Regions from separate parts of the Sus scrofa genome. Here regions 1 and 3 are each linked to region 2. Evidence: chromatin contacts called from public HiChIP or PLAC-seq data. All regions are on one chromosome and are shown on one strand. The core of a region is the stretch at or near the end of the contact, and the rest is flanking DNA. Distances in the headings are between cores, read along the strand shown.

The links. HiChIP or PLAC-seq counts read pairs in DNA pulled down with a chosen protein or histone mark.
Region 1: a contact with region 2 is called in an H3K27ac HiChIP or PLAC-seq map of alveolar macrophages. The contact joins the promoter of GBGT1 here to the promoter of TTF1 in region 2. A contact is called at or near these places in 1 of 47 Hi-C or Micro-C datasets (embryonic fibroblasts) and 1 of 2 datasets of contacts at active chromatin or transcription factors (alveolar macrophages).
Region 3: an H3K27ac HiChIP or PLAC-seq map of alveolar macrophages shows a contact between it and region 2. The contact joins the promoter of GTF3C5 here to the promoter of TTF1 in region 2. A contact is called at or near these places in 3 of 47 Hi-C or Micro-C datasets (embryonic fibroblasts, heart right ventricle and liver) and 1 of 2 datasets of contacts at active chromatin or transcription factors (alveolar macrophages).

Annotation. Positions count from the first base shown.
Region 1 is chr1:272,834,700-272,838,388 of Sscrofa11.1, forward strand. It overlaps GBGT1 (globoside alpha-1,3-N-acetylgalactosaminyltransferase 1), which reads right to left and starts at 1,761. Exons shown (of 7, transcript XM_021071033.1): 1 at 1,616-1,761; 2 at 680-804; 3 at 311-501. The coding sequence starts at 381. LOC110256503 (a long non-coding RNA gene) reads left to right here and starts at 1,857. Exons shown (of 5, transcript XR_002338098.1): 1 at 1,857-1,992; 2 at 2,499-2,636.
Region 2 is chr1:272,210,304-272,213,785 of Sscrofa11.1, forward strand. TTF1 (transcription termination factor 1) reads right to left here and starts at 2,201. Exons shown (of 12, transcript XM_021070753.1): 1 at 2,140-2,201.
Region 3 is chr1:272,741,252-272,744,984 of Sscrofa11.1, forward strand. GTF3C5 (general transcription factor 3C polypeptide 5) reads left to right here and starts at 2,276. Exons shown (of 11, transcript XM_021070913.1): 1 at 2,276-2,743. The coding sequence starts at 2,594.

The DNA.
Region 1 (3,689 bases), core at 511-3,010, 620 kb after region 2:
CAAGGGGCGGGGGTGGGGGTGGGGGGGCCAGGAACTTTGCAGAAAGAACACATTGGGGTGAATTTTGGAGCATAAACTGGAGTTCCTCGTTAACATGGCTAGAAGAATAGTCCAGGCAGAGGAAAGAGCCAGTGCAAAGCAAAATCCGTAAGTCCAGACTAGTTCATCTCTTACGGCGCCAGAAGGACAGGTGTGTCAGGAGAGGCGGATGAGAGCCCTGGGAGTTCAGTGAAGGGTCAGGCTTGGGGGTTGAGATGCTGAGAGAGGGAGGAGTCGGGTGGGGCCGGAGGGCTCCACGGGGCATGCTCACCACAGAGAGCAGAGGGCCACGCCCACCAGCAGGCCGAACCCCAGGCCCAGGGCTAGTCTGCGGCAGCGCATCTCTGGGTGCAGCGTCTGAGCCTGAGCACCTGCAGAGCCTGGGTGTGACTTGGCGGATCCGCCCACCTCTCTCAGGGGCCGTCAGGCTCTGAGCTTGTGTCTTCGGGGTCCGGAGGAGACCTGCAAAGGAATGCTCCTTATCTGGAGGATAGTTGCCCCAGCCTTGCTGCTCCGCCCTCCCCCGGGCAGCCCCGCTAGGGGACTGTGGATTCCAGGTCATCTTCTCATCCTGCTGGACCCTAGGCCCAGATGGGGCAGTTCTGGCAAGTTGACCCGGGGACAGAGGCTCATTGCTCACCCGAAGCCTGCAGCTGTGCCCCAAGGACCGGTCCCCTGCCTTGGCTCTCAGGTCTCCCTCCCAAACTCCTGCGGCGAGCGAAGGGCGGCCATCCTCCGGACCAGGGCAACAGCGCTTGGGCTGATCTTGGAGAGGGATTCCCCAGGGAGACAATGAGGACGCCGAAATTAAGCTCTGAGCCGGCACAGCGGGGACACGCCGGGCCTGGGAAGCGGGATGCTGCGCAGCGAGGGGCGGCCGCGATCCCCCCGGGCGGGGAGCAGGGGCAGGGGTGGCAGCAGGGCGTTGCTCCAGGAGGCGGCAGCCTGGACTCTCCCGGGGACCGCAGGAACGAGCTTCAGCTCGCACCCGCTCGGCGATAATCTTGGGCAAGTCACTCTCGTCCCCGCTCTGCCACAGCGTCGGGGTCCTCCTCGGCTAGAGGGGGCTTGGTGCAGGGGACAAGACGCAATACGCACTCCCTGATGTACTGGGAGGGCTGTGTCACAGTGAGCAGTGAGCACCGGACCCCTGGCCGCTCTGTGGGGATCCGCTCGAGGTCAAAGATCCCGGGGCCAGAGTTCTGGGGCTTTGGCCCTGCTCATTCGGTGGCCTCTGCAAGGCCGTTCCCAATCCCTCTCCCTCCCTCTACAGACCTCAGTTTTCCCACCCGGTTTGGGGCGAAGCGTCCTCCAAGGCCCCCCTCGACAGTTGGCTCCGCGAGATTCTCCCTCCCGCGGGGCCCGGGCCGCCGGGGACGCTCTGCCGACTCACAGCCAGGGCCGAGCTCGGTCCGCCCCAGCCGGGGATCTGCACCCAGGAGCCTGGGGCCGAAGACACACATCTCGACTACCACTGCGGGCTGGGGACTCGCGGCGCTCTTCCTCCGGCTGGGCGCGGGGCAGGGACAAGGCGCAGCGGAGGGAGCGCGATTGTCCTTACCGGCTGCAGACTCACCCCTTGCGGTCGGACCAGCGTAGACAGACGGAGGGCGCACCTCGGCCAGGAAATCAGGGACTCGGCTGGCCTGGGGTCGGGCGAAACCCGGCTGCGGCGCCGCGCTTCCGGTAGCGTGCAGGGTACGACCCGACGCTGGACGGGCCGGGGGCGGGGCCGCGTGGGGCTCCGGGGCGGGAAAAAGCCCGCGCGCCCCGCCTATCCGCCGCTGCTCCTCCCACCCGCCCGCACGCCCCGCCCACCAGCTGCAGTCTCCGCCCCCAGGGGTTCCCGCGCTTGCGGGGGGCAGTCCCCGGGACTCTACCCTCTGCTGGCCACCTGGAACGCCGCCTACGATGCAGTGGCGAGAAGCCCGGGTCCAGGAACTCCGGATGGGGGTGCGGGTCTAAGAAATACGAGAAGCGGCTTGGGGGAAAAACTTAATTGTTTTCAGAAGCAAATCACAGGAAGGGCAAACCAGCGGAACGCCGCCGCGCTTACCTTCCGGGTTTAGGATCCTTTATCCTTTGCTCAGGGCCCCTGGGCCTGGCACGTCGGCCCGGACACCATGAGCAGCTCCGGGGCTCTGCTTCCTCCCCTGGGAAAGGAGTTGGCCTGTCGGGTGGTATGGACCCTCGTTCACCATAGCGACTCTAGAAGCCCCAGGGGGATCCTCTTACTGTCGCCAAGGGTAGACCTATTGCGCCGATTGGAGGCCTCGGTTTAGGTGTGGTGACAGAGGGGGCATTCAGAGGGACAAGAAGGAAGGCACCCTAGTGGTAAATAAGGGAGCACACAAGGGCTGGGGAGAAACCAGATGCAGATGCCACCTGCAACTTTAGGATGCTGTGAAAGCATCCTAAAGAAGCCCAAATTCGAATTGTGGATTTTGATCTTTCCCCAGCTGGCTGTCGACAGGCGGGAGTAGACTCGGTGGCAGCATGGCAGAGGGCAGCACGGGAGACAGAACGACCATCCAGGCTCAGGGAAGTTCTAGGTTTGCTCAAGGTCGCAATGACGCAGCCTGCCGCTGCAAACCCAGGTATGCCTGGAGCCGCGGCCCAGCCTCCCAGGTCATTTGTGGGTGTCGTTGCCTGCATCCTTGGGGTTTCCCTTGAGGACTGATGGTTTCTGTAAGGCAGGGCTTGTTTTCCCAGTGTCTGCAGGGACCTGGCACAAGCCTGGGGGGAGCTGGTGACTGCTGGCTGAAAGGCTGTGCTTCCATTTTTAGCTGCAAACACTGGTTCCCTGGGACCTGGTCTGGGACCAACTGATTTTTCTCACACAGTTTATGCTTTTGCAGAGTTCCAGGTGTACCTTCTGGATGCTGGTCCCTCCCTGGTAATAAAAAGACGAGGGGATTGGCGCAGACCCAGGCTCGTGGCCCTGGAAGGCGAGGCCAGCGTTCTGCCAACAGGCAGCTGTCCCCTGGCCCAGCAGTCTCTGTTTCCCCTCTCCCTACCTCGGGAGAGGACGGATTCAGCCTAAGGGCAGCCTCAGGGCTGGTCTGGGAGGAGCTGGGTGAAAGGGTGAGGGAAGAGGAAAGGCCCCCTCCCCTCATTGACACAGCGGCAGGCTCCTGGTCATCTCTGCCTGCCTCTGAGAGCCCTGCAGGGGACACCCCCAGGGTCTGGCGGGGGATCTGGTGGCCCGGCCATGGGAACACTCAGAGGTTTCAGCCGCATTCATGATCAAGTTAATGGGATGGCTAGGACTTTAAAATAAAACAGAAAAACATCAGAGGGTAGCCCTCCCAGGAAGAGCCGGGTTTCATGGACTCTGTGTGTGTGTGTGTGTGTGTGTGTGTGTGTGTGTGTGTAGGACATGAAGTGGGTCCCAGATGAGGACAGGCCAGGGAACAGGTATTTGTGGGGGAAGGGACCGAGGTATCCCAGGCCCTGGGGCTCCCAACATCCCTGCTCAGGGCTCCATTCCCCAGGAGGAGGCAGAGCCGGCCAAGGCAGAGAGGATGCAGGGGAAGGGGAAGCCATGCGCCTTTGGACCAGAGGGATCTGGCCTTAACCCCAGGGCTGCTACTTACAGGCCAGGAGGGATCTTGGCACCTCACTTTCCCACTTAGAACACAGGGGATCTA
Region 2 (3,482 bases), core at 951-3,450:
AGACCGGAAATATGTTCCCCTCCAAATCTGACGGTTTTGCCTGCCTTTGCCCCCTTCTCTCTCCCTTTTGCCACCGCAAGGGAGGTGCTTCTTCTCTGTCAAAGGCCCTTTCCTCCATGTGCGTGCTGGATCCCAGCCTCCTCCTTCTCAGAGAGACGGTGATCCATGGGTAACCCAACTCTCTCCTGTATCTTCTGCCTCTCCCTTCTGCACTGGCTCCCTTCTAGCAGCATGCCAACATTTCTTTCTTTCTTTCTTTCTTTCGCCACACTCACAGCAGATGGAAGTTCCCAGGCCAGGGACATAGGCCACAGTTGCGGCAGTGCCGGATCCTTTAACACACTGTGCCAGGCTGGGGATGGAACCCATGACTTTGCAATGACCTGAGTGGCTGCAGTCGGATTCCTAACCTACTAGGCCACAGTGGGAACGCCTCCAACAATCTCTAGACTCTTCTAACTTCAAGATGCTACCACCCTCTAACCCTAAAGTCCCATCTAGCTATTCTCTTTCCTCCCTTCACAACAAAATTTCTTAAGAGAGACATTCCTCTCTCCATGTCTTTGCCTTCCAACCACTTCTTCTCTTTTTCTTTTTAGGGCCACACTCCTGGCATATGGAAATTCCCAGTCCAGGAGTCAAATGAGAGCTGTAGCTGCCGGCCAACACCAGAGCCACAGCAACCCGGGATCGGAGCTGTGTCTGCGACCTACCGACCTATACCACAGCTCATGGCAATGCCTGAGTGAAGCAAGGGATCGAACCCACGTCCTCAAGCATCTAGTTGGGTTCCTTACCCCTGAGCCACAATGAGAACTCCCCAACCACTTCTTAACCCACTTCTTTGCAGATTTCATCCCTGTTACTCCTCCAAGACTGCTCTGGTAAAAAATGCCTATGACCTGGAGTTCCTCTTGTGGCGCAGTGGTTAACGAATCCAACTAGGAACCATGAGGTTGCGGGTTCGATCCCTGCCCTTGCTCAGTGGGTTAAGGATCTGGCACTGCCATGAGCTGTGGTGTAGGTTGCAGACGTGGCTCGGATCCCTCGTTGCTGTGGCCCTGGCATAGGCCAGTGGCTGCAGCTCCGATTCGACCCCTAGCCTGGAAACCTCCATATGCCGCGGGAGCGGCCCAAGAAATGCCAAAAAAAGATTAAAAAAAAAAAAAAAAAAGCCTATGACCTTCAAGAGATTAAATTCAAGAGACACTTTCCTGGCTCATCTTCCAGGATCTCCTAATAACAATGAACAGAGCAGACAATTCCTTCAAATATTCTTTTACTTTCCATCAGTTTCTTTCCTTTTTGTAAATACCCCCGTAGCTTCTCCTTCTGATTTCTTGAAATGAGCTCAATCTTTTAAATATACCATCACTCCCCACTAAAAACTTCTTAGTTTCCCTCTTATTTTTAAGATAAAATCCCAAATCCTTACAGACCTACCACGCTCTTCATGAGCTAGTCTGGTCCATGTCCACCTCTCCACTTCTCATGTCTCTGGGTTGCAGACATCCTGCCTTCCTTCTGTTCTCAGAATACAGCACGGCCCTCCTTTTCGTTCTCAGGGACTTTGCAACAGCATCTCATCCTCCCAAGAATGCTTTCCCTCCACGTTACCTTTCTGAGCTATAACTGGTTTAAGTTTGGCCATCACGTCCTCTAATCCCTTAACTGAGTCCCGCCTCCCGGTTCGGCAGCGTTTCTCAATACTCTGGCTGCTTTCCGACTGCACTTCGCTCGGTTGTGACCTAACCCGCCTCCTAACGACTGGGATCTTCCTCTCCATCTGGCTCCCAAATGGTTACCTCCCCACTTATTCTGAACACACCACTTCCCGCCTGAAGGGACGTGCCCAAGCCTGGTCCCGGATTCCGTCCCCGCTTTGCGGTGCCAGCGAGACCTTGCTCCGCTCCGGGGTGGGCGTTCCGGAGCTGAGAGGGAGGAACCAACGAGCGGCCGACTCTCGACCCCGGCCTTGGTTCCCGTGTGGAAGGGCCTGGAGCGGCTGCGACCCCATCCCTGGGGCCCTGGGCCAAAGGCGGGTCCCCCGCGCGATGACAGCAGCCACACGCCGCTCGCTTTACAGACGAGCCCGGGGGAAAAAAAAACCCGGAACAAGTAAAAATCGCTTTCACCTACCGTCCGAACGCGTCCTCGCCTGCCTTCCAATCCGGAAGTGCCGGGGTTGTAGAAGCGGAAGTAGTTGTGCGTCACTTCCGGGCCCCGCCCCCGTCCGGCATCGCGCTGTCGCAGCAGCACGTAGGCCCCCAGGCTGTGACTCCCGCGCTGCTTTCTCCCGGTTTTGTTTCTGGGGTCTTGCGGGGTGGAATAGAGCAAGACCTAAAAATAAGAGAGTGGGACAGAGCCCCTCCATTGACTTGCTACATCATGCTTGCATTCCGTTTATTCAACAGGTTGTTTTTTGTTTTGTTTGTTTTTTGGCTGAGTTCCGTTCATAGTCGAGGGGTGAACGGGGTGGTTAACCCGAGGAAGACGAAGAACAAACACATAAAAAGAATTTAACATTATCATACAAGGAAAATGGAACAGGGTAATGTGATGGAGAAAGACGCGACAGTGAGTGCTAAGCTGGATAGTAGGGAAGGCTCTTGGACAAGTGACATGTGAGTTTTTCCAAATGAAGAGGGTGGGAAAAAATCTACAGGGAAGAGTGTTCCAGGCTGGGAGCAAATAGAGAGGACCTGAACTTGGTTGTTGGAGGAACGGAAAGAAGGCCAGGGTGGCCGAGCACAGTGAATGAGGGGCAGGGCAGTAGGTGAGGTCAGCCGGTGCAAGGTTAAATGGGTAGAGCTAAAGAAGCCTTGAAGATCTATCCTGAGTCTCCCATTTCCACTGAGTCCTGAAGAAACTGAGCTTATGACTGAAAGTAAAGCTGTAAGCAGGCCGTTAAGTCCAGTCCAGTCCATGCCACTCAAACTTTTAGCATTATTGCATAGTAAACATAATCACACCAACAAGAGTTCTCATTTAATCCAATAACAACCCCATGTTTCAGGAATCTTTATTAGGTAGTGTCAGCCTTGCCTTGTGTGTAAGAAAACTAGGGCTTCATGTAACTTGTCCCAGGGGACTTGTGCGGCTCCAGCTAGGATTCAAACTTGGGATCTACTCCAGTATCCTGCTCCTTGCTCTATACCATCTGGCTCCCTCTGTGTGAGCTGCCAAGCATCTTTAATTAAAAAGTGCACAGGAGTTCCCGTCGTGGCGCAGTGGTTAACGAATCCGACTAGGAACCATGAGGTTGCGGGTTCGGTCCCTGCCCTTGCTCAGTGGGTTAACGATCCGGCGTTGCCGTGAGCTGTGGTGTAGGTTGCAGACGCGGCTCGGATCCCGCGTTGCTGTGGCTCTGGTGTAGGCCGGTGGCTGCAGCTCCGATTCGACCCCTAGCCTGGGAACCTCCATATGCCGCAGGAGCGGCCCAAGAAATAGCAACAACAACAACAACAAAAGACAAAAAGACA
Region 3 (3,733 bases), core at 1,026-3,525, 530 kb after region 2:
CAGGAGCTCCCGTTATGGCATGGCATAGTGGAAAGAACCCGACTAGTGACCATGAGGTTGCAGGTTCGGTCCCTGGCTTTGCTCTGTGGGTTAAGGATCTGGTATTGCTGTGAGCTGTGATGTAGGTTGCAGACTCGGCTTGGATCCTGCTTTGCTGTGGCTGTGGTGTAGGCCAGCAGCTGCAGCTCTGATTTGACCCCTAGCCTGGGAACTTCCTCATGCCACAGGTGTGGCCCCCAAAAGCAAAATAAATAAATAAAGCAGCCCTGAAGCCTCTGTGATGGGTTTGGGTGCCCCAGGCACAGAGAGGTAAGGAGTCGAATTGGAGCTGCTGCTGCGGCCACAGCAACTTGGGATCTGAGCCACATCTGTGACCTAAGTCCTTAACCCACTAAGCGTGGCCAGCAGGGATCAAACCTGCATCTTCATAGACACTAGTCGGGTTCTTAACCCGCTGAGCCATATTGGGAAGTCCTAACATTTCTGTAAAGTTTTCAACCCTTGGTTATTTAAAGGAAATTAAAAACATTTAGAAAATACAGGAGTTCCCATTGTGGCTCAGCAGATTAAGAGCTCTACTAGTATCCATGACGATGTGGGTTCGATCCATGGCCTTGCTCTGTGGGTTAAGGATCCTGAGTTGCCACAAGCTGCAGTGTAGATCAAAGAGGCAGTTCAGATCCCACATTGCTGTGGCTGTGGTGCAGGCCAGCAGCTGCAGCTTTGATTTGAACCTAGCCTGGGAACTTTCATATGCCACGGGTGCAACCCTAAGAAAGCAAAAAACAACAACAGATTACTGCTCAGGGGAGCATGGAATGAGAGAAAAGACAGGAGGCATTTAAAAGGACATTTAATGTCAAGGCATGGAAAATTCCGGAGAATTCTCTTGGCTGCACTGCACAGAATCTTCTTCCCCAGTGGAGCAGGCAAGTTCCGGCTGGAGAAGGCAGGTCAAGGACTGCGAAGCCCTTGTGCCTGGCCTCCTCCAGCTCCTCCACCATGTGCTGCTGGTGGACTCCTCCCAGCGATCTGAGTGGGCTTCCTTTCAGGCTCCCAGCCGATGACATATACCTCACATTCAGATTACACATTTTTCTTTAAAAAATGTATTTAGTGGTCCCTGCAGTCATTTATTCGGCCTTCTTAAATCCATCTAGAATAATAACATAACTTTTTGATTCAGGAGTCATTTCAGAAACGTGGGGTATCCATTCCCAAGGAGTCTCTTTTATCTCCTAACGTCCTCGAATCCAGTCCCTTCTTTCCATCCTCACTGCCACTTCCCCCGGCAGCATTTCGTGCCTGGATTATGCAACCTCTCTCCGGTGGTTTATCTGAGTCTGCTTTTGGTGTCTCTGGTCTATTCTCTACACAACAGCCACAGAGGAGTTCCCTGGTGGCCTAGCAGTGAAGGGTTCAGGGTTGTCACTGCTGTGGCTTGGGTTCGAGTTCAGGCTTGGGGACTTCCACATGCCACAGGCACCGCTAAAACATAAACAAACAACGCCAAGGAAACAGCCAAAGAGTCAAATGCATAAATCAGATTCCCGCACTCCCAGCACAAAACCCTTCAAGGGCTCTCCATTGCACTCAGAAAAAGCCAACCCGTTAGGTAAATCGTTTTAAGGATCTGTTTGGCCTTTGTCGACCTCTGACCCTTCATCTCCCTCCACTTTGCTCCTTCAAGTTTCGCTTTTTGTCACTTCCTAGAACGGCCCCCAGTCGCTCGCTTCGGGGTCTCCTCACTTCATGCTTCGGTGAGGTTTGAGTGGTGCCCAGCACACAGCAGGCGCTAAATAACTAAGAAACGAAGGACGGACGCCCGCCTTAGTCCGCGCGGGGAGCGCTTCCGCGTTTTCTGAGAGTGGAGGTGGGCAAGCATTCAAAGTGCATTTCCAGATCGCGCTCTCCATGTCCAGATCGGACTCCTCGCGGCCTCCGTGCGCCGCTAAAAACCACATTCTGGGGCGGTCAGCGGGAAAGGGAGGGAACCCACCCGGGAGGAAACCCACTTGGCGGACCCGGGGTCCGGAAACCCATTGCTTACTGGGACCTTTCCACGCAGGAAGAGCGGCCGGAAGTTTGCTTCGGACACGCCCCCATCTATTATTGGGTTAAATCCCAGGAAGGGGCGGGGACCCAACCTAACCCTGGTTCATTATTGGCTAAAACCTAAGGGAGCCAAGGAAGGGGGCGGAAACCCGGCTTCGTCTTGACTCTTCATTGGCTAAAAAGCTCGGCTCGGCCCTCGGGTTCTCATTGGCTAAAGTCGAGGGCTGGGTGGTGTCTTACAAGCGTCGCCGTCCCTCGGGTTGGTGGGAGAGACAGGCCCTTACCCCGCCCCTTGGGCTCCAACCCTCTTCATTTAAAACACAAAGTTGAGGATCCAGCGGGTGTTAACTCCGAAGTCTTAGGCCCTTCCTTCGGGCCTTTGCTCCCTGAGGACTTCGAGCCTCGCGCAACTCAGGGATTTGGGGAGGCGCGAGCCAGGAGGAGGCCGGAACGATTCCTTCGCGGAACCTTTGGGGCGAGGCCTCTGGGAGCGCGAGGACAGGAACGGACCGCGGCGGACCCGACTAGACTGGCAGGGATGGCGGCGGCGGCCGACGCGGGGCAGGGGGGCGCCGTCTCGGTGGACCTGCGGCACGAGCGGCGCATGGTGTGTGTGGAGTACCCGGGCCTGGTGCGCGACGTGTCCAAGATGCTGCTGACCCTGGGCGGCGAGGAAAGCGTCTCCCGGGTGAGGAGCGTGGAGTCTCCGGGGTCCACGGGGCGGACAATCGCGGGACAACGGCCAGAGGGGCGGGACCACCCAGGGACGCGAGGTTTCCTTGGCAGTGGAGCTTGAGGCTGGCTCTGCAGCGGCCAGCGGGCGGGGATTTGCTTCTGAGACCACTCGGCGTGGACCGTTTTTTCTTCGCGGGCAGAGGGCGCGTGAAAAGAACCATAGGGAGACGCAGAGAGGGTCTCCCATCCTCGGATGAGCCGCAGCTTTGGCATTTCTGCCTTGAGCTCAGCTCAGCTGCAGCTCCCCGCTTTCTGCCACCGCAGGATGTGCTGGACTGCCACATCCTCATTTCACGAAGCAGAAAACTGAGATATGGGAAATTAGGAACCGTCGACCTAAGTGAGAGGGAGGAAGGAAGAATTATGTTATTTAGGCTAAAGGTAGTCAAAGCTAACAACTTACTCTGTACGAGCTACAGTTCTAGGTGCTTTACTTAAAACATGATCCTCACTGGAACCCTTCCTGGTAGGAAGTGTCAGTGTCTGAATTTTACAAGGAAACTGAAACAGCTTGTTCAGATTCGCCCAGCAAAGAGTGGAGCCGAGATGAATTCTTAGCTTGTGCAAAGAAAGCTCAATGTAAGGGCTTTACACGAACCAGATCTTGAAGTGTCTCCTCTTGAGAGAGTTGTTCCCTGATGGCCCTCACTAAAGTGGCTGCTAGCAGTTAATATCTGCCTACCCAACCTGCTAATTCCAACCTGAAGTTATTTTAACGTGTTAATTGTCTGTCTTGGACTCTTGGCTCTGAGTCTGTAAATTCCATGAGAGCGGGACCTTGTCGCTCTCGTTCACACCTGTGGTCTTAACATCCATAGTGGTGCCTGCTTCCCAAACACTTGTCAAATGCATGATTGAATCTTCACAACAATCTAATGAGTTAGGTACAGGTACCATTATTATTCCCTTTTTTCAGAAAAAGACACAGGAAGAAAGGCTGGGG